5 separate regions of the Mus musculus genome follow, and regions 2, 3, 4 and 5 are each linked to region 1. Evidence: chromatin contacts called from public HiChIP or PLAC-seq, capture Hi-C and promoter capture Hi-C data. All regions are on one chromosome and are shown on one strand. The core of a region is the stretch at or near the end of the contact, and the rest is flanking DNA. Distances in the headings are between cores, read along the strand shown. Region 1 holds the start of Abca8b (ATP-binding cassette, sub-family A (ABC1), member 8b). Region 2 holds the start of Abca5 (ATP-binding cassette, sub-family A (ABC1), member 5). Region 3 overlaps Prkar1a (protein kinase, cAMP dependent regulatory, type I, alpha). Region 4 overlaps Abca5 (ATP-binding cassette, sub-family A (ABC1), member 5). Region 5 holds the start of Fam20a (family with sequence similarity 20, member A).

Region 1 (5,335 bases), core at 1,700-4,199:
GACGACTTGGATTTCTTAAAGCAACACAGACACCCCATGTTTCTCCCGGTTAACATTTGTCTGCACACACCTTTATCTAGCTCTTTACTTTAAAGCATTGGCTGACGTTTCAAATATTTGGTTCATAAAATACTGACAACTGTTCTGTTGTTTAAAACCTAATTAATAAATAATAATATTTTTAAAGTGAATTAAATTATGTATGAACCTTTGCTTTGGATAATCTCTCACTATGTTTTATTCTTATATTTGATTTTATTTACCTCTATTCTAATCATACTTTTTATATTCTTATCATTTTTTGCTGAGCTGTTAAATATTTTTTTCCTTTCCTCAATTTCCTGTCCTGTTCAAAGCACATTATAAAGGTATTCATATATCTTTAATGGTTGCTCTTAATTTTCCCAAAGAACTGTGATTTATTTTATGAAAATTTCACAGCTCTTATTACGATTTATCTTTTACAAATACTGTCTACATATATGAGCTCTCGGATAGATTCTAACTGATCCGGTTATTATACAGAAATGTGACTCAACTTTTAATCTGAAGTAAGCACAAATAGATTTATGTCTACGAATAATAATCTGTTATCTTTCCAGTGAATGGTCATTTCTGTGGTGAGGTGTTGTATCTGGGAGGCAGAGGTAGAAACTCCAGGTAGTGGCTCTGGACTGGCTTCATCTGGATTGGGAATTCATGATCCTTTGCCTTGTGTGTGAGGCAGTACGCAGGAGGGCATTCCAGGGGCTTTGCCCAGAACCGGCTGAAGAGAACAGCATTATTGTACTGCCATAGAGACTACTTAGCAGAACAGAACAAACTTTCCCACAGGTGTGCAGCAAACCACAGCTTTAGCTAATTCAACACCGAAGGAAGAGAGGGAAGATCATCTATAGGAGAGGGGGTGGGCAGGTGTGTTTGTGTGTAAATATCAGTGGGTGATTTGATAAGGGGATTTGCATATATATATATATATATATATATATATATATATATATATATAAATAATTAAATGGGAATGTAAAATTTCCTGCAGAAGATGTTTTAGTGCATAATAACACCACCTCCTGCTACAACTTCAACAATCAATACTATGCAAACATGCTCTGGTGAAACCTCTTCTGCAAACTAAGGGATGTAAATGCTCTTCAAAAGCATTTTTTTTTTCCTGAGGGAGGACACTGGATACCTAAGCTGAATCATGAAAGGGAAGGCTCCCCAGAATCCCATGCTTATCAGATTTCTGGGAAGCCAGGGGCGTGAATGGCCCGGGCTTTTGACCACAAAGTCAGTAGCTCCATGGTGAATACCATAAAATTGGTTCTAAGTCCTAAGAACTGAAGCGAGTGCTAGGGATGAACCCCACACGATGATCCACAGCAACAAGCTGGTGGGTCCTTACCAGAAGTGCTCCTCATGTTTACCACACACAGAGAGCTCACTCTCGTGGATTCTCTAGAGTCGAAGCTCAGGTGATAAGTCCTGGCCAGTCTAATGGGAGACACAATGGCTGAAGCAGGCTCAGGGGCTATTGCCACAGGAGGAACCTGCATAGGGCTGTTAAAGGAGGTCCCAGGCAAGGCAGACAGGCAAGAAAAGAAAGGAGACAACTCATGGAAAGAGAGAAGGAAGGAATGGATGCCAAGAGTGGAGCTGCATCAGGTTGGAGTGCCCACTGAGGGGCCGCTAAGGTGCCTCATGAGTTGTTCTCAGTCCGGATAATCCAGAGGGAACAACTTCTGAGGGGACTGTGTAGTCTGTTGGGGTGGCAGAGTTGTCTGAGTAGAGATCTCAATACAGAATCAGGCACAGCCCTGCAGGCAACTGCACTCTTGTCTGCAACTTCTCTGATTTTATTTGTAAATTAAAATCGCCTCCTTGTCTGTCCACTCCTGGTGTGTGTGTTCTGCGATTTGTAAAAATACTGAAGACATGAACCCTCCTTATCTGTGGCATAAATAATATCCAAAATGTTTAAGTGGGGGGGGGGGGGGGAGGAGGAGAAAGGGGAAGGGAGGGAGAGACAGACAGACAGACAGACAGACAGAGACAGAGACAGAGACAGAGACAGAGACAGAGACAGAGACAGAGACAGACAGAGACAGAGGGCGAGAGACTAAGTGTTTCTCCTCCCCTGTTGCCCTGGGAGGCTGACACTTCTGTGCTGAAGGATGAACATTCAAAGTTAGGCTGTGAGACAGGAGAGCCCTGCACATTTCACATTCTCATTTCCCCCACGGTGTCAGAACAGCCAGAGATCCAAGAACAGTCACAGCTTGCTATTCATCAAGTGTTCTGTGAACCCTCTCCGGAAGCAGTCTCAGAAAAGTTAACCCCAGATTGCCAAATTACATCATCAAAGCAAATAACTCCAGAGGCAGTACAAGCTTCCCACTCAATCCTGAAGTGTCTCAGCTTGACAGTCAGTCTGTTGGCCAATTTCAGCTCATTCGCACACTCATTTTATGGCTCAGCAGAACATCATGATATAAAGGTATATATTTTAATTGAATACCTTGCTCTATTTAATATTACACACCAGACACCAAAACATTTCAGAATAGCCCACTGATTTTTAAAAAACCAACTTTGACACAGATGGTTAGCATTCAGCTCATAAAACGGTTCATTTTTTTATTATAACAACAACAATAATAATCCCGATGCCCAAACAAATAAACCTGATAAGGAAAACAAAATCTCAGAAACTTACTTTCGGGAAATGCCAAGCAGGGACTCCAGCCGCACCATTTAATCACGGGCTCTGTTTAGAATAATAAAGTGAGACACCTTCCCCTCCCCCTATTCTCCAGCACCTTTCTAGAGTTTAACTGTTTGCTGTCCGTGAACGCGACTGGTGAAAGCTGCTCTCAGCGGGAGTTTATGATCTCAGCTCTGGGTTGGTCTTGCCAAACACCACGGACACGTGACCGCGCATGGCTGCTCCTCTTTTACCGCTGTGCAGCCAGCCCCCGCAGGGCGGTGCCAGTTATATTTGGTCACCTGGCCATGTGGCTGTATAACGGAGGAAATTCAATATTCCCAAGCTTGCAGGATGCCTAAGCTGGAGAGCAACATTTAATGCGTTGCTTTTAAACTGGAAGGTGGTAAATCAGAGAGCTGTGTTATCGGAGGAAAGCTTTCTCTCCACCCACAGCCCTGGGCTTCTGACTTCTTCACTCAGGATTTTCATTCTTATTTCTCAGTTTTGCTTTCATTTAGTTCTCTGGTGATTTTTTTCCAGTTCCCGCTGAGCTTTAGTCTTGACTGTTGATTTATGGAGTAGGTTTTAGGGTCTTCATTCTAGATACTGGAGACAATTATCTTGTATGTCCCTTCTGCTCCTGGAGGAAAGAGATAGACATCAAGGGTCTTCATCAAGTGCTGTCCATATTTCTGTTATTTTTGCAGCTTGATTGCCATTTGCTTAATAAACACTAATCATGGATTATGAATATGCTATTTTATTATATATTATTTTAATTATATATTACTGTGTACCATGCTATTATTTTTCTGACTGGTGTAACTGTGGCATTATTTACCTTGGGGGTATCCAACAGCTATATAATTGAACACCAAGCCTTCTCAATCAGAAGGAAATTGTGTTTGATATTCTAAACCTAGTCAACTCTCTGTGGATGTAGCGGTCATAGACCCTAGAGGAGAATGTACCACTGCTATTTTTCTTAAGCAATATAATTTCTAACTGCATTTTAAATACTTCTTATGCCTACAGTTGAATGTAGTTCTCATGCTTCTTCAAGAAGCTTCCTTTTGCATCTAACTGAGGCTACTACAAGGATCCATAACTGGTCGCCAAGAGGTACCCAGACCCAACACATTATGTACACCCATAATATAAGTTCAGGGAACATCCTGGAAGAAGGGATGTGAATCAGAGGACTAGGCTATATGGCTGCTGGACAATATCTTCTAGACAGGATTGCTGCTCCCGGGAGGTTGCAACAATATATCTGCCTAAAGGAAACTTACATAATGACAACCACAGCTGACATGCCAACAGGAAGAGGTAAAATTTCTAGGGTCTACTCCTAGATAAAGAGATATAGGCAACCAATGACTGGTGAGGAACGGAGAACCAGTGCTCTCCAGAAAAAAGTCTTGTAGTTCATCCAATCCCAAGTGGTCAGCCCTAAAGACGGGTACATATGAACAATGTTAAAAGACATTAGGGGTGTGTGTGTGTGTATGTGTGTGTATGTGTGTGTACAATAGAAATTAAGATGCCATGAATTTGAGAGGGAATTGAGTAGACACACAGGAAAAATTAGAGGGGAAATTATGTAAATGTAATACATGTATGAAATTCTCACACAATTAAAAAACAAATTCATTATACTGTTTTTTTTTGTTGTTGTTTGTTTGTTTTAGAGACAGGGTTTCTCTATGTATCACCGTAATTTTTATTTTAAAAAGGTTTATTTATTTTATCTTATGTGTTTGGGTGTTTTGGTTGTACGTCTGTGCATGCGCATACATCAAGTGCATACCTTGTGTCCGTGGGGTTAAGAATTGAGTCAAATCCCTTGGAACTGGAGTTACAGATTGCAGATTACCGTATGGGAACTGAATCTGGGTCCTCTGCAAGAGCAACTGTGCTCTTTATCCCTGAGCCACCTCTCCAGTCCCCAATCCACCTTATTATTATTTTTAACCAATGAACTTAAGCTTTTATTGGTTATTTTATATTTCAAATATTGTGCCCCTTCTGGTTTCTCCTCACAAACTACCCATCCCATCTCCCCTCCCCTTTGCTCTCTCATCCACTTACCCACCCACTCCTGCCTCACCACTCTAGCATCCTTTATGCTGACCCATCAAGCCTCCACAGGACCTGGAGCCTCCCCTCCCATTGTTGCCAGATAAGGCCATCCTCTGCTACATATGTAGCTGGAGCCATGGGGTCCCTCCATGTGTATTCTTTGTTGATGGTTTAGTACCTGGGAGCTCTGGGGATGGATCTCAAGGTGGGGTAGTGTCTAGATGGCCTTTTCTTTGGCCTCTGCTCCATGTTTTGTCCCTGCATTTCCTTTAGACAGGAAAAATTCTGTGTTAACATTTTTGACATGGGTGGGTCATGCCTATCTAATGGAGGTGGAGGGAGGGAGGGAGGGACCTGGGAGGGAGAGAGGTGGGGGAGGGAAAACGGGGGGGGGGCAGGAGCAGGTATGGGAAGAGACAGGAGAGAAATCCAGAGGGTCCAGAAAATGAATAGAAATATGTAGCAGTGGAGGTGGGGAACGGGGGGGGGGGGGGGGGGGCGGGGAGTGGCACTAGAAAGTCCCAGATTGCCTGGGAAGGGAGAGGC
Region 2 (5,335 bases), core at 1,321-3,820, 340 kb after region 1:
CTTCATACCTGTGTTGTCTGGGACCACTTGGTGCTATGAGGGCAAATTTAAGCAGAGACAGAATCTACTCAGTCTTCAAAGCCTAGGTGACTTACTTCCTTACTCTTCATCCAAAAAGATTCACTAACTCCTTTCATCAGTTGTAGGAGAGGGACACAAGTGGAAACGCTAGGTCACTTTTCTAACACGTTCTAAAGAATGTCTGCGCGAACCAGAAAAAAAAAAAAAAAAAGGATCCTCCTATCACTAACTTAATGTAAATCAAATTAAATGTAATAGTGTAATTCCAGTTGAGGGAAAGAGTTAGGAAAGAATTTCTAAGCAGAGAGAAAACTATGGAGATGCTGAATTCCCAAAAGACAAGATCTATGTAAAATGAAGAAGAGAGCTATCCACAACCCGGTGGAGGCAGATGCCACCCTGGAATGTGGCAGAGCACGGGTGTACGCCCTGGGCAGCAATGTACAGACGAAACTGACAACAGAGTGTGGAATGCCTTGTATGCGATATGGAACACCCCAAGTGGCACCCCACTCCTCCTCTGTACCTCTACACCCAAGGGAGATGCTTCACACTTTAGAAGTCCACTGACTGCCTCAATCCTCAAAACCCCTCCATCTCCATCTCCACCATCACCTACAAACTGCAATCTGGATTCCTACTTCAGTGAGAAAACAGAAACAATCCAAAGAAACGGCTCCACCACTCCAACCACTCGCTGACATCTGGGCCTCCAATAATTTACATGTTAAACAACGTGCATGGCTGCCATTCCCCCGAGAACTCTAAACCACAGAAACGTAAATGCCATCCAGTTTAACTATACTTTTAAATTAAGATTTAATTTTTTGAAAAGAGCTGCTAATCTGTCTAGCAATGCACTGAAAGAGAAACCTATCCAGCTATTTTACTGGCTTCATAATGGGTATAATAAACCTTTAAATTTAACAGAAGGCATCATAAACGCTTTCTTCGCTGATCTTTTAAAATTTACCAAAAGTAGTGACATAAAGCAAGATACTAATGCCAGTAAAGTTTGACCTAAGTTTTATGACAGAACGCCTTGCTGGAGGAAAACGATGTAACAGTACCCATATGGCAAGTCAGCTAATAGTTTTCTTTATATATAATGTTTATAAAAGTATAAAGTTTGCACTGTATAAAAGTTTTAAGTTTGCACTTAAAACTATTTCCAGTGTAATCTACACACTAATGAGGACTACAATTTATATTAGTATGAGTTGCTTTTATATAATTACTCTTTCAATTAAACTCAATGGCAGACATTACATACTATATTCATCTAGGAACTTTAGGAACAAAATGATTACCTGGCATGTAACGAACATATTAATAAATTTATGCAAAATTTAAGAGTTCCCTATGTTTAATAGAATTTGAAGTTTTGCATTATCAAGGACACATCTGCCTAAATGACCCACATTCAAAGATCACTGTCTCTTAAATCTGCTTTCAGGATAAACACACACAAAGTGTTCTCATAATGTTCTTATCTATTGAGTCTTCTCTGACGAGACATAAAAATGCTCTCTGGGCAAACATAAAATAGAGTGAGGAAAGCACCAGGATTAGAGAGTCTGGAATCTCAGAGGGAGAATCTCAGTACCTCATTTTTTTCCCCAGCTGGGACCTTAATAAAGTTATTTAACCTCTTTAAGACCCATATTTCCCACACAGAGTACCATCTCCAACCTCAGAGCAGCTGTCAAGATGAAGTAATACTGACCCTGGCTCTGAGCCAGGATCTAACCTCATCTGGGGCTCCAGAATGTCCTTAATTTTTGTCCTCAGACTTGATTCTTTGAAAACGTAAAGCGAAGCTTTTAGAGAGCTGGGGCGAAAATCCTCAACTCCGACTGCCCCAGAGGCCGCTGTCCCCCATGGACCTCGCTTTCTCCTCCTCCCTGAAACCTTTCCGCGCCTGGGAATCTTCGTTAGCTATGTTTGGGGAATTCAGATTATTTTCAACCCCAAAACCGTGTCACGAGCTCTGCGGCTTTTCCTCTCACCCCGAGTCCTCTGGTCACACATGATCCGCTACCCGATCTGCGCCCCAAGTAGGGCGATGCTCCTGAGCCCTCAGGGGGAAAACTGACTTCGGTTTGGTTTGGGCTTTTATTTAATTTCGGTTTGTCCTTTCTTTTCCTTCTGCCTCTCTAGAAGTTCTGAGGATGTCGCTAGCCCAGGGATCCCTGTCAGCGCCCGCCACCCGCCAGCATCCTCCGGCTCCCCGCGGCCCGCCACACCCTCCCCTCTCCTCATTCCCTAGCTGCTCGGCCATCTCCACGGTCCATGCCCCGTCCCCGCCGCCGCGTCACCTCTCTCCGCAGACACGAATGGCGAGCGACCTCGAGCGCCGCGGGCCTCGGCGTCTCCTCACCCCGGCGTCGCAGCCGCAGCGCTGTCAGGCCCAAGCCGCGAGCTTACCTGCGGCGACCGCGACCGCGGTAAGTGACGGAGCTCGGAAATTCTGCGCGGAGACGCGGTCCGCGAGGCCGAGCGCGCGCGTGCCCGCCGCCCCGCTACGCCGAGAGAGCCGCGCGCGCCGCCGGAGACACGCCCCCTGCCCGCCCCTGAATGCACCTGAGGGCGGGGCGTGCGTAATGCGCGTGCTCCTGGAGCTCGAGACGGGAGCGCGCTTGGGGGCGGGGCTACTGGGGGCGGGGCTCCGGCGGAGGTGAGCGCGGCGAACGAGTCGCAGAGTACTTGGTTGGACCTGCCGACTCTAGCTCAGGTGCTCAGAACCTCCTGGGGAGCTCGCCGCACCCTCCACCGAGGCTCGATGGGTTTGAGGAGACTTCTGTCGCCTCAAGAAGGACGGCCTTGGTTCTCCACCCTCCCATCTGCCTCTGTTCCCTTGTATTTAAAGAGTTGATAAAAGTCTGACACTCCTCCCTCTTGCTGCAGCGTCCTCCCTCCTCGTTTCTGTAAAGACTGCCTTCTCCTCTCCAACCTCAGACTACCACCTTGAACATCCTACCGGTTCCTTCAAACATCCTCCGAAAATCTGCAAGTGTTGACTTCTGGCAAAGACTATATACCACGCTTAATTTTTACTTAAAATGCAAACTGATGTTTGGAATGTCGTTACCCAAAGTGATCGAAACAAGGGCCAAAGGTATTGCAAAGTAAAGTTCACAATACCAAAATTACACATCCCTGAGGAAGACTGATCCTTTCTTATCCAGAAGCCACAAACTGCCAATTCATAACACACACACACACACACACACACACACACTATTCATGCTGGAATTTTTGCTGGCTTGATACTGAATGTGTCTGGTGTGTGCAGTCCCCAGTGCTATGTGTTACAGTTACTTTCGAAAACATCTTCAGCTCTGTGAATGTGAACATTCATACATATTTTGTGTATGTGTGTGTAGTTCTCAAATTGAAAACTAAGTCTATAGAATGTGTTCTGCTTTATTATAGATGTGGACGTTTTGCCTGCATGTGTGTGTACACTATCATAGAGCCTGACACAATGATATCTTTCCTCTCAAACACCCCACTTGGCACCATAGTATCCCTTTCACTGTCTTACATGCTAATCTCTTCAGCTACATCATATGTAGCCTGAAGTTAAGAACTTTTTCTTATACCAATTTAAATTTTCAGGTCTTGCGAATCATAAACTATGGTAAATACTGCTAATAATACTACTGATGAGAGAAAACACCTACAAGAAAGGTATGTAAATATTTTTATCTTCACAAAAAATACCTACTCACTTAACAAAATTGCACCCATAGAAACAGAAAATATTAAAATTCTATTATAGGAGTGGACTTGTAGTTCAGTGATAGTCTGCTTGCCTAGATTGTACAAGGTCCTGGCTTTAAACCCCAGCAACACACACACACACATACGACTTATAAAATGGACAACAAGATTATAGGCTTGTAAGAATAACATAGAACACAGAGAAAAATATTTTAAATAAAAAAATTACTACAAATTAATGTGTAGGTTGTGACATATTTTACTGCCTCTACGCAAACTATTTATCAGACTATTTATATCTTGTAATCAGGCTGGTCACACGATGTCTGCCTAAATGTCCACAACTACCAGGTTTTAATAGTAAAACAGCGGCCAGAGAGAATGATGCTTCCTTCCACCCTTCTGTATCTAGGAAATAGAAACAAGCAATAAGCACATCTTGGTTGTCATGGTGGCAACTGAAATCCCCACACCTCATTAATAGACCTTATAGACAAATGAACCATGTGGGAGTTCCTAGATCATAGGAGTTGCAGCTTGAGACTTAAGAAGCTCGGTGGCTATGGGAAATTAACAGTGGGCCACAGTTCTCACCAATATTTAACATGGAGTAAGAGGCCAAATCTTGCCACATAGAGTATTAACTTACAACCTGATGAACAATGGCTACGTGTGGCCGTGCTTTTGCTTGCCAGACATCAAAGACTTGTTTAAATGGATTTTTCTAGACCATTTTGCTAAAATTAAGATGACTAAATCATTTGGGGTGGGGCAGCAAATGAAAAATGGCCTCCGTGGGATTGTATATTTGAATGTTTGGTTCACAACTGGAGGAACCGTTTGGGGAAGGATTGGGAGGTGGGCCTTCTTGAAGGACATTTGTCAGTGGGACAGGCTTTGAGGTTTCAAAAGCCCACAATAGGCTCAGTGTTCTCTCTCTCTCTCTCTCTCTCTCTCTCTCTCTCTCTCTCTCTCTCTCTCTCTCTCTCCCTGCCTGTAACTGGAAGATCAGATGAGAGCTCTCAGCGACTGCTCCAGTGCCATGCCTGGCTGCCTGCTGCCATAGATCCACCAGGATGCTCAAGGGCTAACCTTCCAAAACTGCAAGCAAGACGCCAATTACATGCTTCCTTTTCCAAGTTACCTTTTCCAAGGTGTCTCCTCACAGCAAGAGAACAATAACTAAGTCATTACTGTAACAGCTTTGTGTCTGATACGTATAGTATAGTATAGTATAGTATAGTGTAGTGTAGTGTAGTATAGTAGTATAGTATAGTAGTTCACATTATTATTTTATTTTATTTTTTTGGTTTTTCGAGACAGGGTTTCTCTGTGTAGCCCTGGCTGTCCTGGAACTCACTCTGTAGACCAGGCTGTCCTCGAACTCAGAAATCCACCTGCCTCTGCCTCCCAAGTGCTGGGATTAAAAGCATGTGCCACCACTGCCCGGCTAGTATTTCACATTATTAACAGTATGTTTGGAACAATATGTACCATTTTAAAATCTTACTAAACATTATTGTTATTTGCCATTTCTGAAAGTCAAAGTGGCTTCTAGAATAGCTGTAATTTGATTTTTTTTTCAAAT
Region 3 (5,335 bases), core at 1,376-3,875, 330 kb before region 1:
CTTGGCCCGTGCTCAGACATCCTCAAGCGGAACATCCAGCAGTACAACAGCTTCGTGTCCCTGTCCGTCTGACCCGCGCCTCCTGTGCCTCCTCCCCAGTCCATGCTTCACTCACGCAGACTGCTTTCTCTCCCTAGCCGCAGCGCCCAGTGGCCACTGCTTCACAGCTTCTTGTCTCTTTATACTAAAAGTTGCTTTATTGCACCATTTTTCATTGGGAGCGTTATTAAATGCTCATTCACAAATAAATAGAGAGTTGTATGGACTTGGCTGTCACCGCTTCTCTGTGCAGTGCTCGTGTTCAACCTGGGCAGCAAGTGCCGCGCTTTTTGCTGAGGGCGGTCCCTGCACCACTGAATTACCGTAATGATGTAATAGCTGTGCAGGGCTTTTAAGTGACACAGGTTTCCATTTCCATATGACACAAGTGACATACTTAGACTGTGGCCATGTTTGCTGTATTTCTTTATAGAGTAAATGATTTTAACCTTTAAGGATTAGAAGAATGAATATAGAAAACTCCTAGCACAGTAGAAAGACATCTGCCTGTAATTAAGCTAGTTTAAGTGTGGGAGTGCCCATGTTTTGCTAATCACCAGGCACTGCAGCTAGTTCAGCCCTCTCAGCCTGGTTTGGTGTGTCTGTTGCTAGTGTTTCTTCTCCAACCCTGAAATGTTTTGGTGTGGCTGGCCGTCTATCCCTGCCTTTAAGTTTGAAATCATTTGTAGATGGCAAGTACTGGTTGTGACTTCACTGCACCTGTCTGAGCTCACAGACGCTGATAACTTTATTTATCCAGCTGGTGCCAAATCCTGAGGATGAGACACAGAAATGTGAGAATTTGAGGTCTTCACTCTGGGGAGTTAACCGTGGTTAACTCGTGTGATCTGCCCTCAGTTACAGACTAGGGCGTTGGAATTACTGAGAATAGACAAATAGAGCAAGCTCCAGAGAGAAGGGGATGGAGGCAGTGCTGCTGAAGGTGGATGGCGGTCAGGTGTCCAGAAGCAGGAAGCTGGGTCTGTCCCCTGGGTTTCTGTTAGGAACAGTGGTGGGGTGTGACCGTGTTGTGGTCTGAAAGGCCACCCCGCTGAGTCCTGCCTTTTCCTGTCTAACCTTGAATTTCTCTGGTAAACTTTCTTTATTGTTTTTTGTTTGTGTGTGTGTGTTTAAAGTAAACTTGTGTTCTTGACTGTATTTCAGTATTTTCCAGCCTTATGTGTTACATTATTCCAGTGATAACCCAACAGTTTATTTTTATTACTGTTATTTTTTAAACAAAATTCACAGTTCGTAACGAGGCACACTTATCTTGTGATTTCTGTATAATGTCGGGTTCTATTTGGGAGTGACTGCGTTTTCATGTGTGTGCAAGTGGTTCTGATTAATAATTCCCTCCCTCCCTTTCCCAGTTAACTTAAATTGTTGGTTATGGTAGATTTTTTTCTTGGTAGATTGAAAAGCTTCTAGATTGTTACTAATTTGGGAAAAAGTTTCATTTAGGTTTTAGCATGGGATAGAAAGCTACCTTGTTGCCATATCTAAAACTTCCATAATCTATATTAAATGAGGGTTTTCTGTACTTACTTTGTGGTTGGCTATCTTTTTTTATATTTAAAAAAATAAAAATTATGTTACTAGCTTAAAGCTTAATTTGATATTTGTTTAAATGCCAAAAATGTATGTATGTGAATGATGTAGAACGCCATAAAATGCATTTCATGTGTATATACCCCCTTGGTCTGTACGGAGATAAACACCTGCTTTCTAAGAGTTCCATGCTAGCTTACAAGTTACGCCCTTTTGTCGTTTTACTCTTAGACTTTTCAAGATAAGTCTAAATTTAAAAATTACCACATTTAAAGCTTTATCTTTGTGCAATTTAAATATCAGTCAGAAGTCGTGGTTGGCATACTGTGTCTTTGTGGACTCTTGGCACCATTGTCTCTGGATGGGTGGGCGAATTTAAGCAATCTGCTGAGAAAGCAGAGCTGGCCAAAGGGACAGTTGCTGTTTCCTGGACACTAGTCTGATATACTCTGTGCTAATCTAATCGCTGTTCTTTTGTTACAGACTGTCTCAATGGTAGGTCACAGAATAAAAAAGATGAAATAATTTAAATTCTTAAACGAATCAGTTTTTCTTCCTTTCTTCCTTTTCTTCCTCTGTTTTTCCCCAAAATTTCAGTGGGAAAGAATGAAAGTGAATTTTGGGATTAGAATTTTGAAAAAGTAATGTATTTATTTTTTTTTAAAATACATTCCAATTCAGTTTGTCAAAGGGTGGATTTCAAAACCTTGCTTTTATGGGTGTGGGACAGACTCACTAACAAGCTCTGGAAGGGGAAGGTTCTGTCCAAAGCCATGGCGTTGTTTTCACAGGACAGACCTGTCTGTGTGCCTTAGGGCTTCACAGACTGGATTGGACTCCTGGTTTTACAAGATCCACCTGTAGCTGCTTGAGGATCTTACACATCAAGATTTGTTTCTGTTTCTTCCTGGAGTTTGAAGAGTGAGCACATGAGTTACTCTGGTGATAACTGGGATCTTCACACGCAGGGAAGCTGGAGTTAGTGCTGGAGAGTGGCTGAGTTCTGCTGCTTAAGCTCTGCCTGGCCAGGTTCAGAAGTCCCTTCCTCTCACCAGCTGCATGTCCTTCTTTTAAAACTTGGCCCAGGATGCAGTTTACTGTTGTGTTGACATTCTGAAATTGAATTAGCACAATGGCAGTGGCGTCACTTTGTCTCCAACCTCAAAGATTTGGACCCTTTGTGAACTTTGGCAAAGCCCTGCCAGTGCACTTCCGGGTGGACCAAAACCATGCTAACCATTTAATTTGCCCTCCATCACATCTGCCAAGGGGAAACACAAATCTCTCCCTTCTTACATTTGGGGTATTTCTGTAGAAACCATCATTTTTGTGTACATACACAGCTAAAATTTGTTTCTTGGCATAACTTTAGAACTGTGACATCATCATGAGTCCCTGTAAGAACAAGAAGTAGCTTTGTGATTTTAAAAAAGTCACCACTAGATGGAGAGCTTTTTCTTTATGCTCAGCTTTGCCAACCTCAGATGAGTCGCAGCTGTTTCTCAGTCTGCAGATCCTGCATTTGCGTGTCTCCCTACTTGGTACAATGTAAGTGTGACCCCGAGACTGCCACACCAGAAGCCCTCTGGGACCTGAGCTGCACTCGCAGAGAAAAACGTGATTATCCCTTGCCTTCCCACCCGAGGCTGAGTGAGGTCTGCCTCACCTCATCTGTGGCCATGTCACCTGGGGGCCTCCTGCACCACGCTTGTGTGGGGGCCCTCGTGCCTGCTGTTGATGAGGTCACTCGGTATTTAGAAGGCCTCCCAGGATAGTGCTCATGGGCTGACTCGCGTTCCTGAGTTTGAGAAAGCTGTCTCTTACTGTGAACGTGCAGCAGTAGACAGATGCAGTGTTAAAGAACCAGCAATGTAAAGACATGATCTTTACCACACAAGATGAGATTCTGTAGTAATGGGTCAGTGAAGTTAGACTAGAGAATCCTAAGAACCTGACCTCATACTTCTCCTAGGGGCAGTAATAATTTACCAGTTAAGAGGCCAGGAGTTTAATAGGACAGAATTGCTCCCTATAAGAGAATTGACTTATCCTTAGATAGGTCCAGCATTTGGAGAATGCTGTGGCATATCCCTCCAAACTGATCCCTACCAGTTCACACAGTCTTGGTTTTTTTATTTGCTTGCCAGTGGTAACATGGAAAGTTTTCACATAGACTCAGAATATTTTTTTTCCCCATGGGAAGTTGAGCAATGATTCAGAGTGCGTAAGCTGTAAGAACTCCACACTCTGAGAATGGAATGTTTTTGTCTTCTGGTGCTTTTGAAAAATGCTGCTCTTAGCTTTATGTTGTTGTTGTTAGAAAAACAGATAGTTAAAAGTAGCCTATATAGTTATCCATCATAGAATCAAGCCGAGTTACTTTGGTTTTGAAATGTAAAGCAGATTTCAGAGTCTCGAGAGACTGGTCTGCATCAGGGAGGCCATGTTGGAGATGGACTGCAGCTCGCCCGAGCCAGGCTGGCTGAGAGCCCCAAACCATCCTTTCTTTGATCTGACAGTGCCTGTCCCCCCCAGCCCCCAATCTTCAGTGTGGCTTCCTTGTGCTTCCCAGACATGGGAGAAGAGAAGAAACAGTTGATGTTGCTGCAGGAAGCTGCGCCTCACAAAAGGGCCTTCTTGAGAGGGAAGTCTTTAGAACCAGTTTTCTCTGGTAAAGAGTTGACTTTGCTGTTTTTTCTCCTGTAGCCCAGCCCAGCCCAGCCCAGCCCAGCCTTCAACTCTACACTCTTTGTTTCAGCCACTCAAGGGTGGGGATTTGCTGGAATGAGTCACAGCACCCAGCAAATTTGACTTCACAAATGGGTGTGATGCTATACATTTTGGAAGAAGTCTAAACCACAAGATGATGTGGTTTTGTCTCTTGAGAGCTATAGTTCTCATCCTTACACATTGGAGGAGGGGCATGCTCGTGAGGGTTGCAGACCTATGTCTTGCAGGGTAGTGTCTGGGACTGGCAAGGCTCTAGGGTGAATAGAGGCAAGGTTATTTCGCAAACTGGGTTCTGGGGTTGTGTGCCCATAACGTGGGGTGCTAGGATGAATCAGAACCATCCACTACAAGACCAGCATGGTGACTCGTGCCTTAATCCAGGCACTTGGGAAGTAGAGGCGGGAGAATCAAGAATTCAGGGCCAGCCTGGTGTACATGAACTCCAATCTCAGAAGACCAAAACAATACTACCTGTTCTCAGTCATCCTGTCTGTCCTTGGACATATGCACAAGTCTGAGTGACATTGCTGGTTCTGGATTTGTCCCTTGTAGTGATGTCTTTTCTTCCTCCCCTCCATATTTTTTGATCCTCTGGCTTTTATCAGACAATAAAGTGATTTGATCTGATGAAGCCATGCGACCCTAATCTTCCACCAGCTCCCCCTTTTGTGTCTGGCTCTTGGTTTTGACATACATGGTGTCACTTCCTCACGCAGCCCAGGCTAGCCTCGAATTCCCTGTGTAGCTCAAGAGTGTCTCTGAACTTCAGCTTCTCCTGAGTGCTGGCGTTACCGGATGTGTGATGCTGGGGGGTTGAACCTGAGAGGCAAGCACCCCACCCACTTGCGAGCCACACGGCTCTCGGTTGCCAATTCCTCAGTTGATAATATTCTTCAGATTGGAGTGTGCCCCCTAACTGAGCAGTCTTACCCTTAGTATTTCTGGGAGTGACCTGGCTGAGATTATTGTATTCAGATAGTGTTAGGGACCAGAATGTCAGTATAAAAAAAGTGAC
Region 4 (5,335 bases), core at 1,770-4,269, 270 kb after region 1:
AAGGAAAAAAGCTTAAGAGTTTTTTTAAAAAATGGGATTGTAGAGCCCTCTTTGGGGGTTCTCTTCAAGGCCGGATTTCCAGCTATGGTAGAGATGCAGTTGTAGCTTAAGGCCCTTCTTGTCACTATTCAATGTGCTGCTCTTTGTGCACCGATGGCCAAGCCAGTCGAGTATCATGGACGTACAAGGACGAATTCATCTTAGAAGCTTTCCTTCTTGTGTATCAGGATTCAAAGTTAGCACACTCAACTACAGCCTGCGGGCTTGGCAGGTTCGCGCTCACGCCAGAAACCTCCCACTTTGTGCATCAGGCTGTAGCTAATGTCCAAGCCATGGGGGCGTCCCTGAGTACACGGGAGGATGAAAAGGGCAGCAAAGTACTGAGATTTGCACTGAGGGGAAGAGCCAAAGGAACCCGGCACTCGGCTTGCTGGTCTCAATGCATTCGAGGCATCGAGTAAAGCAAAGTGGCAGGGAGCGAGTCTAAAAGGACAACAGGGATCTGTTGGGCCAGAGCAGGGTGTTCTCAGTCCTACCTGGCAGCGAACCGAACCGCACACCAGGAAGACAGCCCCAGAGGCCATCTGCTCCCCAGGATCGGTGCTGTTCTCCAGGTATGTCATCTCCAGATGACAGGGCTCTGACCTCTCTCTGTCTTGCACAGGTCTAGCTCCGTGATTAAACTCCGCTTGCTGGTTTTCCAGTTACTCCCATAGGGCTTTGTGTAGCAGAATTTTTTCCTTAATTGACGGACTGGGTAATAAAGATGACAAGAAGCCAATCACTGGGCGAAGAGGAGGTGGACCTTCCCTTCTGAGAGAGGAAGAGGGCAGGAGAAGGGCACTTAATTTTTGGACGGAGAAGTGGGAGCAGACAAGATGTATACCAGGAAGTGTTTGGTGCCATCAGGATCTGCTACCAGAAGATTTCTAACTTAGAATAGATGATGAATTTAGGATGACAGATTCCACGCCCAGCAGTTGTTTTATCTGTTGATTCTAAACTAAGCTTGTCTGGTGTTTTTCATTCTGCAGCAACTCAGGTGGGCCAGAGGGAAAGAACTTAGCCGAGGCGGAATTCAGTCAGACTTTGGGATGGGAAAATTAGGCAAGGACTAGGTTATAGAGAAAAGGTAGCGGAGGAGCATGGATCGGCGACAGTGCCCCCCTGGCCAGCCATGGAAATTTGGAAGTGCTGAGTGGGTTTGGCACAGCTACCCATGGGAACCAAGAGAGCTATCTCGGAGCTCTAGAGAGGCAGAGCCAGCGTTGGTGGGAGAGGCCTTGGCAAGGGGAATTATGCGGCCTTGGGCTATGCGCCAATAGCGTGGATTGTTTTTTAGTAATTATACGCAACAGCTTTGTCCTTGTTCCAGATTGGGCAGGCTACCATGCCTTCTGTAGTTTAGCCCTACAATTACACTCAGCTTGTTGATGTCTGACTATTCCCTGCTCCGTGGCTATGCCTCGTGCCTCCTGCCTACCTAGACACCGAGGCACCAGACTCCTTCAATTGCAGCTGTTCCATTCTCTCTCCAAAGTATCTCAGTCTCAAACAGTAGGCCCTCTTCTCAAGATGGTACCTTGCTATACCATTAGATATAAGCAGCAGCATAATGGATTTCTTTTCCAACACTGGCCTGCCATGCAGGAGTCACTGAAATACTGTATCATCTCACTGGATTTATGAATTACCGCCAGTCTTTCAGCAGAGATGCCAAGCTTATCTTCCGTGTGTTATGGCTTTGTCGCCGCAGCCCCCACATCGCCCCTGTAGCTGAGGCTAAGAGATGTTTCCTCTTTCCCCTACATAACCTGTTTATCACTAGCCACAACATGTCATGATTCCCTACATTCTTTCTCTGTATCTTCAAGTAAAGACATTTTGCTACACAACCTTCTTTCTCAGGATCACACCAAGGACGCTTCTGACTGCCACCCTCCAGGCTCCTGTCCCCAGCATGGAACTTGAATGAAGTCAAATATCTTCAAATGGTTAGAAGTTAGATTTCAGACAGTCCAAGAAAATGGCATTGTTTTCTATCACTGTGATCTTGAGTCTCTCACTGTAAGAATTACCAGCTAAATCTTTAAAATGACTCTGTAAGAGAAATAATAAATCTATTTCAAATGCATAAATAATACTGGCTTTACTATAGAAAGTAGCAGTTGAGAAATAAAAAAAAACAAACTGGAGACTGCAGTGACCTCTCTAACAAAGGTGATGCCCCCAAAATCCCTTTTTAAGGGTTTGTTGTTGTTGTTGTTGTTGTTGCCCATCTCTGCCAATCTACCTCCCAGTTTTGTAAGTTATCAATATATTTGCGCTTGAATGAGAAGTGCTGAGATTCCCTGATCACGCGCTGGAGAGCTGGCTCAGAGGTTAAGAGTGCATCTGCCCCTCTAGAGGACTCAAGCTCGGTTCCCAGCTCTCAAACGGAAGCTCACTGCTGGCTGTAACTTCATTCTGGGGATGCTAACTAACATCTTCTGGCCTCTGCTGGCATTGCGTGCACGTGGTGCACACACATACATACAGGCAAAACACTCATTCACATAAAATAAGTAAACAGACAAATAAATAAAATATCCTTCAAGACTATTTTGTAGAATACCTGAAAATTTGGTTTTGTGACTTCGTATGTTTTTGTTGTGAGCCTAGCCTTTAATGGCCCGCCATCTCTCCAGCCCGGTTTTGTGACTTCTTAAAGGCATCAAAAGAGGGACTGAAAACCAGTGATTTACTCCCTGTGTTGAGCCTACAAAACCTATGACGACTGTATTTGTAATCCTTTGCTTTCAGTTTGACAAACGGCTGAGGCTGTCTGCTGGCTTGCTTCACATTTCTTGTCCTTCATGTCTTCTCTTGAGTCCTGTCACTACTCCCCAAACAGACTAGCACTTATGAAGCCAACACACTCAGTAGAATTGAGCCTCTGGTCACCAAGATTGCCTGGCTGGCTCTGCCTCTGCTCAGAAGGCTTTCTTTACCCAACTTCCTTCCTGGATTAGGAAGGTGCCCTCCCACGTAGCCCTCTGCTGCCACCTAGCGGTCAAAGGGTTTATCCACCTTTCCACCTTGTCTATTCCAACGTTGCTCTTGCAAAAGAAATTGGATTTGTTTTAATTTTTCTTCTTCTTTTTTGGGGAGAAGGTCACAAGGGTGGGGTAGATCTGAGAGGACAGGAAAGTGAGTGTTATCAGGTACGTGATGTGAAATGCCAAAACAACTAATAAAAATATTGTTAGAAAAAAACTGGGGCTTTTTCCATATGACAGAAATAAGATATTTTTTAAATGCAAACTTTAATTGTAATACTAAAAATAAAACACTTTTAAATAAATAATTTTGGAATTACCCCATTTCTGGTAATAGTCACCCTCCCCAGCACAGGGCTCTGCATGTAAATGGTAAATGGCTGTTGTAAGTTCTTTTGACTTTCAACTAGACAGAATGAGAAGAATATGTCCAGTGGCTCGCTAAGCAACAAGAGTCTCTTACTTTTTTTCTTGGTTATCTATTGTTGAATTTGAGTATGATTAAACTGCAGTTCCTCCCAATGTTTTCTTATCCCTTCATTTATGTGGGTCCTTAAGGGATATTACCATCTTAGGCACAGAGGACTGCTTCAAGTTTGAATTTAAGTCACACATCTAATTATGAACACTAAATGAATTTTGGTATACAAACTGAAGTCTGTCATAGATTTTTAGCTCTTAAAGTTTATTATTAATAATATAAGCACATTCATTTTTCTTAAAGGGCAGCATTGAGAATTGTACATATAACACATTATGAATAGAAAACAAGTAAATTTTTACCTTATAAGAATAGCTGATACAAAAATAATTCACCTGAGAATAAATTCTCTCACTTTATGTAATATGCTATTTCAAGGGGAAAGATGAGAACTCAATGTTAACAATATTAAAAATACATTAAGAAAAAGCATTTAAAAGCATTTGCTATTTAAAAAAAAAAAAGTCCTGCGTTTTGAATGCTACCTGAAAATGTAAGATGGCATTGTAACAAATGTGAAACGCACGATCGGAATGAGACGCTGAGTGACCAACAAAGAACCGGGAAACCAACACTCACCCTAGTAAAATTAACTGTGCTATTCATTTTCCTAGAAGATATTCTTAAGACTAGTAGCAAAGCATTGTCATATCATAACTGGTTATAAGTATCTATCCTTGTCTTAATAAAATGTAAGATCTTACAGAGCCGAACAGTTCATCCTTCTACCCAAAGAGCCCACTCTGAAACGCAGTCACTGGAAGGTGTGCTTAAAGTATCGAAACATGTTTTAACAGAGAAAACCAAAACTGGCTACAAATAATCTCTGACAAATTAAAGTTTTGGGGGAAAAAAAAGAACCCTGCTTTTTCCTAAGAACAGCATGGAAAGCAGGGAAGAGCCCACAGAAGGCAAACCTCCCAGAACGCTTTCCACTGCTTCCTCCTGACCGGCCCCTCTGCTGCAGACAGCAATGCCTTCAACTCGGCAGAGTCTGCCTTTGTTCTACTCTTACTGTTTGGCCACAGATGGAAAATATAAGGCAGGAAGGTGACGCTGCAGTTTGTTTTCATTTGTTGCTAACAAATACACTTGTTTCTTTACCTGTATTGAAAAGAAACAAAGTTCTGAAAGCAATAATTTAAGATAATTTAAAATAAATCCATGTATAAAACCAAACTATCCACTGTAATATGAATGAACACACAATATAGAAGACTAGACAGTGCAGTCTCGACTTTCATTCCCTAGGAAAATTATATTTTACACTGAGCACACACTGAGCAATGCTAATAGACAGTGACCAAGTCTATATGAGAAAGAAGGCGATATGGCCTGTGTTCACCATCTCTATGAGACAGTTCTGTCTTAGGAGGGCCAAACGCTTTTAAGACACAAATGAAACCTACCCTTTTCGGTAACTGTCCTAGTAAACTATAAATGCAGCTTGTTTGTTTGTTTTTAAGGGTATGTGTTCTAGGTTACAGAGTTACAAAAATCACATCCCCCCCAAAAAAAGGCCCAAGGTACTTAAATTCTAAAAGATAGCTCTTCAAGTTTACGGCACCATTTAGCAATGACTTGCTGAGAAAATACAATGTGCAATTTATAATTTATCAGCAAAAATAAAGATTTCATCTTAAATACATCTTGACTATATTGGTCATGCAGTAATCATTAATTAAATGATTAATTAAATGTAAGATCCTTAAAGGATCCAAAATTATAATTTGGTATCAGGAGGCAAGCTACTGCCAATGAAACCTTACAAGAACTTGGGGGAGGGGCGTGTCATAAAATCCAAGCAGACTTGTAG
Region 5 (5,335 bases), core at 2,061-4,560, 270 kb before region 1:
TTACCTCTGCCTCTCCTAATGTGGTAGACGGTTTGCTGATAGGTTTGTTTTTGGATAGCAATTAATGTTAGGTAATTATTGGCAGGGAAGCACCACTTAAATACCACTAGCTTTTAAATGCTAGCAGGGTCATGGCTATAAGCAAGGACTTGTCTGTGCAAGACGCAAACAATCTCCCAGACCATTCATCATTTCTCCTTTGCCGCCCATTCTAAATATCTTTTTGGGGGAATCTGGATGCTTCCTTATTCCTGAGCAGTAAGGGACGGTGTGATTACAGTAGACGTTTTCCTAAGAGTCAATCCATACCAGCCCATAAGTCTTTTGAGTTCCATGTATTTGGAGACAGCTCTCACCTAGCCCTCCCTAGTCTCAAACTCAGCAAGTAGATGGGGCTGACCTTGGATTTCTGTTCTTCCTCCTTCTACCTCCTGGGGGTGGGGGTGGGGTCAGGATAACAGACATGTGCCTGGTTTATGGGGTTTTGCCAACTGAACCAGGGTTTCATGAATGCCAGGCAAGCCGTCTACCAACTGAGCTATGCTCTCGGTGGGTTGCATTTTTAACACCGGTGTAACTGTCACCCATTTTCTTGTTGACACCATCCTGTGGATGTTTACAGGACTTTTCAGGTGGAGGGAATGTGTTTTCTGTCTCAGAGGTCAAGGTTTGGCACTATTATATACAGCTTCAACTTTTATGTCACCCATAGACTTTGCCTGGGAAACTGCTACTATTAGTGATCTGCCTAAAGACAAATAGAAAGGTCTCCAGCCCCCACTGATTGATTCCCTGTTAAATGACCAAATTTTCTGGGCAGTAAGTTGTGTGTGTGTCTGTGTTACACATTGTTAGAAGCTTAAAATCAATTACTCAGCTTGGTGAGGAAGAGTTTTGCCTTTCTCCCCAAATATTTCCCTGGAATTTCCTGCAGGGCCCAAGTAACATAAGGAAATTCAAGGCGACAGAAATGAGACTAGGCAGACATACATCTACATTTACAATAGCAAGCAACTTTGCCCATAGCCTGTATTTCTATGGATAATTTTTCTAAGGGCAAATTTCCTAGTTCACTGATCCATAATGCTACCACATTATTGATGAAATTAAGGTAATATTGAACGTGACAGCACTTGAGAAGCAATCTTAAGCTGCCTTTTTATTGCATGCAATTAGCAATAGAATTGAGAACCACTTTCTAATAGAAAATCACCAGCCATAGATAGAGGTTGCAAATGAAATTCACTGTAGCAATTTCAGCCAATAAGTTTCAACTTCTTTCTCTCCATTTGCTGAAGTTATCTGCACACACACCCCCTCCCCGCTCCAAGGTTTAGTCCCACCAATTAATGAGAAAACAGTTAAATTGGGCTAGCAACAGAGTTTCAACTGAGATTTATGGCTTTCTCATCTTCCAGAGAGACTCCAAAACCACCCCTGACACCTCACTCTGAAATCTCTGTATTAACAGATGGGTGTGTCAGGAACACGGAACCCTGGATTCAAGTGACCAACAAGCTCTAGACTTTGAAAGAGCCCTTAATTCATATGAAGGCTTTCTGCTCTAGGCTGGGGGACCTCCCAACAGCCTCTACCTCAACATCGCCAACACACTCTTGTTAAAACAAATTTATCCTAGATACGTTATCCAACATGCCCTTGTGAAAACACTCTTAGATTTATCCTAAATACTTTAATATTTAACTCCAATTTTTGCTTTCAGATTACAAAATTCCTAGGCCTCCAGCCCCCGAACCCCGAACCCCGAACCCCTTTCTCTCCAGTAGCCTCAGCCCAAATCATCACAATAATAAAAGATGATAAATTGCCTTCAGTTTGGAACATTGCCTAAACACCCGACAGGCCCTGTTTAATGAGCAACAGGGATTGGCCGTATCAGAGTTTGCTCCAGCTGACCTCTTTGGTCTCCAACCCTGAGCAGAGGGACAGGGACGGGGGGGGGGGGGGGGGGGGAAACTGGGTCTTTGGGATATGACAGTCAGATCTGACCAAAGAGCAGAGCTGAGTGTCGCCAGCCCTGCTCTCTGTTTGCAAAGTTCATTCTGGAAAACAGCAGGCCCAGAGCAGCTGTCCACAGCAGGACAGCGCGAAAGAGGCCCGAGAAAGCATTGGGACCAGGAAACTGACTGGCTAGAGAACCCAGGAACTCGAGGGGAGTGGCTGGGAGCATTTCTTTGCTGTTGCTCAGAAATCTAAGGCCTGCTACAGCTGGTGGGCGTCCAGATGGGGATCGAAGCCTAGTGCCAGGCTGTGACGGCAGAGTGAAGTTCCCACAGCCCAGGGTGGGAGTGGACATGGGTAGCCAGGACCTGGAGGGTCATGCTAGGGAGTCCGGTGCTGGGGTTCCTCGGAAGGGTTCTCACCTGTTCCAGCGGGCCACCTTCCTCCGGTAATACCGCAGCGCCTCCTGGCTGGCCAGGAGCCAGTCTTCGGGTCCCAGGAGAGGCGGATCCTCCAGGACTTGGTAGAGCGAGTGGGCGAAGAGGGCCTGCAGCTTAGAGCGCGGGGCAGGGTGGCCGCGGCTGGGATGCTCAACCCGGGGCAAAGCTCCTGAAAAGTTGTGCGAGGCTGTGCCAAGGTCTCGGGAGGCTGCGGCTGAGTGTAGAGACGCGGAGGGGGCGCGGCCAGAGCACGGGCAGGCGGCGGGGCGCTCGCCCGGCCGGAGCTGGCGCTGCACTTGCGGCCAGAGGTGGAAGTAGAGGTCGGCGGAGAAGAGCGCGCCCAGGAGCAGCAGGGCCAGCAGGCGGTCCCTGCGCAGCCCGGGCATGGCCCAAGCGGACACCCGGGAAACACTTGGGGTGCAGACGGAAGAAGCTCCTGGAGTCCGGAGGAGGCTGGAATGCTCACACAGGGGATTAGCTCTTCCTGGAAGGGTGTCTTCCCTGAACTTGGGGACCGCGTGCAGGAAGCTCACAGTGTTGACAGCGTCGTCTTTTCTTGCCCAGTAGAGAGGCAGGGTTGGGGTTCCCTGGCTACCCGGTTGTTATTTGAGTCTCTTTGCCCTGTGACCCCCTCTGCCAGGGACCGCTCAGGTGGGGAGGTCCCGTGGAGGAGTGCTGGCTCTGGTGGCCGTGTAGAGGGCGATCACTGGAGGGAGCGCAAAGGAGCTCTCGCCCCCTAGGAGGAGGCTGGAGAGACTGCGTAGCCCGGGGCGTCTCTTCCAAGGATGCTGTCTCTCCGCAGCTGCTGAGACAGATCCAGCGGCTCCTCCTGCAGGCGGCAGGGACTCCTGTGCCCCGGGCTGGCAGGAGCGGAGGGAACGCAGAGTTGACAAAGCAGGGGCGACTCAGGGCGAGCTTGTCTTTGCGCCTAGACTCCTAGAGGCAGAGGTAACGCGGAGCCTCCCCGCTGCCTGGATTGGCCTGGCGCCCGCACCTCCGCCCACTCTTAGCTGGCACCTGCCTCTGGCATAGCTTGCCAGCCAAACTCCCAATCCCTTTGCTGCCGGCTCTGCCCTTCCACCTTGTCATCAATCCTCTCCTCCGGCTCCTCCTCTTTGTCCCCACTTTCCTTGCTCAGGGCTCTTCATACACATCCTGGTGAGCCCAAGAGAGGTGGACTTGAGCCTTTCATTTCCATTTTTAGGGTTTTTTTTTTTGGGGGGGGACAATGCAAACCCTTAAAAGCCTTTCTTCTGTAAGCTTTGCCAGATGTGTGTCTGGGGGTTTGGATTTCATTTCTCAGCATACTCGCTGCAGGGCATAAACTGGATTCATAGCAACCAGCACATAGTAGGCACTTGCTCTGAAGATACTCACGTGGTGCACAAAAATAGCTTGCCCTTTAAAAAATAAGAGCCCCTCCCACTCCCCTTAACCTAGAACCTGGGTGATTTCCTGTTTGGATGGAGTTTGACTCCAAATCTTCCAGTACTTTGAAAAGAGGAAATGGCAGGGAGGGAGGGGCCCCAAATGACCCCACTCCGAACTCTTGAATGTAGCTTGGTGTGAAAGTAGTCCACCCAAATGAATCACTGGAGGACCCGCTTACTTAGGCTTTCTCCTGATATCCTGTGAGGTCATTTACACTTCTCCACCCCGTGTTCCTTCCTTCTGAGGATCAGGGGAGGGCAGCCCTGAAACCTTGGCTTTCTCTGTTTTATAATTTGGGAGCATAGTAAATGCGAGTCTGCCTGGAGAGGTGGCCCCACCCTGGAGAATGTTCAGGAAAAGACTGTTTCCCCCCAGCTGTTGCCTGCCTGGGCAACAAAGCGCCTATGTATGCTAATTTCATTGGTTAAGGATCTCCAGGTTCTTGCTGGAGTCTCCATTCTGAGACACTGTAGCTTGTGGGTTAACACTGGAGTTTTCCCGGCAGTTGGTCAACTATTTCTTGTGGCAGCTGCTGTCCTCTCATCTTTAGATAGAAGTGCGTGTGTGTGACCGTGTGTGTGTGTGTGTGTGTGTGTGTGTGTGTGTGCCCGTGTGTGTGTGTGCCCGTGTGTGTGCCCGTGTGTGCCCGTGTGTGTGCCCGTGTGTGTGCCCGTGTGTGTGCCCGTGTGTGTGTGTGTGTGTGTGTGCTTGGGGAGATCAGATGTCAACCTTGAGTGTTAGTCTTCAGGAGCCACTGATCCACACTGATGCTTTTAAGGCAGGTTTTTTCTCTGGGACCAGATTGACCGGCCAGTGAACCCTAGAGACCGTCCAGTCTCTGCCTCCCTATTGCTGGGATTACAATCGTCTGCCAGCACACTAGCTTGATTTTCATGTGGGTCTTGGAGAGTAGTCTTGTGTTTGCACAGCAAGAAGATTACTAATTGAGTTATTGCCTAAGCATCCTGCAATGAGAATTTACTCCATGAGCTCATCGTGAGGCTTAAAATGAGTTCAAGTATACATAGTGCTCAGAATATCCCTAACTCATGCCAGACAACTATGAGACAGGGTTTGGCTGTAGCGAGTACTTCTGGTTTCTTGTAAAGCACTAGATCAGATTGGAGACTCGTTATGGTTTGAAACAAACAAACAAACAACGGCAAACCACAGAAAAACACTGGAAATACAAAACACCAGAGAAAAGGACTAGATTCCTTAAGACTGAGTCCAACTAGGAAACCTCAAGACCCAGCATCCGCAGCCAATTCCCAGGAGCCGGACGAGGTCAGAGCCTTTAAGAGACCTGTGGGGCTTGGACTTATTTTTTTTTTTTTTAAATCTAGCATTAAATTCTAACAGGCGGTCAGTTTCTGAGAGACTTTGCAACTTTTGCTTTGTCTAATTAGGCATCACGGCCCATAGACTAAAAAGCCAGGTAATGATCAATGGTGCCTTATCGACGATAAGAAGCTCTTGCATGTTTCTAGACTGATAAAGAT

What was found. Promoter capture Hi-C pulls out the DNA fragments that hold promoters and counts their contacts. HiChIP or PLAC-seq counts read pairs in DNA pulled down with a chosen protein or histone mark. Capture Hi-C pulls out chosen DNA fragments and counts their contacts.
Region 2: a contact with region 1 is called in a capture Hi-C map of macrophages, with 2.7 times the contacts expected there. The contact joins the promoter of Abca5 here to the promoter of Abca8b in region 1. A contact is called at or near these places in 1 of 39 promoter capture datasets (liver), 1 of 115 datasets of contacts at active chromatin or transcription factors (pancreatic cancer cells) and 2 of 9 other capture datasets (embryonic stem cells and macrophages).
Region 3: a contact with region 1 is called in an H3K4me3 HiChIP or PLAC-seq map of bone marrow-derived macrophages, with 4 times the contacts expected there. The contact joins the enhancer-like site here to the promoter of Abca8b in region 1. A contact is called at or near these places in 2 of 39 promoter capture datasets (hippocampal neurons and neural stem cells), 2 of 484 Hi-C or Micro-C datasets (adipose-derived mesenchymal stem cells and muscle stem cells), 1 of 115 datasets of contacts at active chromatin or transcription factors (bone marrow-derived macrophages) and 1 of 9 other capture datasets (macrophages).
Region 4: an H3K4me3 HiChIP or PLAC-seq map of forebrain shows a contact between it and region 1, with 9 times the contacts expected there. The contact joins the enhancer-like site here to the promoter of Abca8b in region 1. A contact is called at or near these places in 22 of 39 promoter capture datasets (the 3T3-L1 cell line, 3T3-L1-derived adipocytes, the C10 cell line and 16 more), 13 of 484 Hi-C or Micro-C datasets (3T3-L1-derived adipocytes, the C2C12 cell line, MC3T3-E1-derived osteoblasts and 8 more), 5 of 115 datasets of contacts at active chromatin or transcription factors (bone marrow-derived macrophages, embryonic limb bud, embryonic stem cells and 1 more) and 4 of 9 other capture datasets (adipose tissue, embryonic stem cells, liver and 1 more).
Region 5: a promoter capture Hi-C map of liver shows a contact between it and region 1, with 4 times the contacts expected there. The contact joins the promoter of Fam20a here to the promoter of Abca8b in region 1. A contact is called at or near these places in 2 of 39 promoter capture datasets (both in liver) and 2 of 484 Hi-C or Micro-C datasets (liver and muscle stem cells).

Annotation. Positions count from the first base shown.
Region 1 is chr11:109,992,896-109,998,230 of GRCm38.p6, forward strand. Abca8b (ATP-binding cassette, sub-family A (ABC1), member 8b) reads right to left here and starts at 2,950. Exons shown (of 39, transcript NM_013851.3): 1 at 2,717-2,950.
Region 2 is chr11:110,335,146-110,340,480 of GRCm38.p6, forward strand. Abca5 (ATP-binding cassette, sub-family A (ABC1), member 5) reads right to left here and starts at 2,571. Exons shown (of 39, transcript NM_147219.2): 1 at 2,340-2,571. It overlaps Gm39445 (a long non-coding RNA gene), which reads left to right and starts at 2,693. Exons shown (of 3, transcript XR_880289.1): 1 at 2,693-3,139; 2 at 3,643-3,714; 3 at 4,760-4,860.
Region 3 is chr11:109,667,531-109,672,865 of GRCm38.p6, forward strand. Prkar1a (protein kinase, cAMP dependent regulatory, type I, alpha) reads left to right here. Exons shown (of 11, transcript NM_001373913.1): 11 at 1-2,133. The coding sequence ends at 72. It also overlaps a transcript of Fam20a not described here. Among named protein-coding and RNA genes, the nearest start is that of Gm39443, 16 kb to the left of the region's middle. Within about 2 kb of position 2,626, at least 151 of the 459 cell types and tissues checked have an H3K27ac peak or open chromatin away from gene starts, as enhancers often do. A contact at or near this core is called in adipose-derived mesenchymal stem cells, bone marrow-derived macrophages, macrophages and 2 more, where this site is marked.
Region 4 is chr11:110,265,667-110,271,001 of GRCm38.p6, forward strand. Abca5 (ATP-binding cassette, sub-family A (ABC1), member 5) reads right to left here. Exons shown (of 39, transcript NM_147219.2): 39 at 3,703-5,335. Among named protein-coding and RNA genes, the nearest start is that of Abca6, 17 kb to the left of the region's middle. Within about 2 kb of position 3,020, at least 92 of the 459 cell types and tissues checked have an H3K27ac peak or open chromatin away from gene starts, as enhancers often do. A contact at or near this core is called in the C2C12 cell line, adipose tissue, bone marrow-derived macrophages and 6 more, where this site is marked.
Region 5 is chr11:109,718,928-109,724,262 of GRCm38.p6, forward strand. It overlaps Fam20a (family with sequence similarity 20, member A), which reads right to left and starts at 3,311. Exons shown (of 11, transcript NM_153782.2): 1 at 2,385-3,311. The coding sequence starts at 2,788.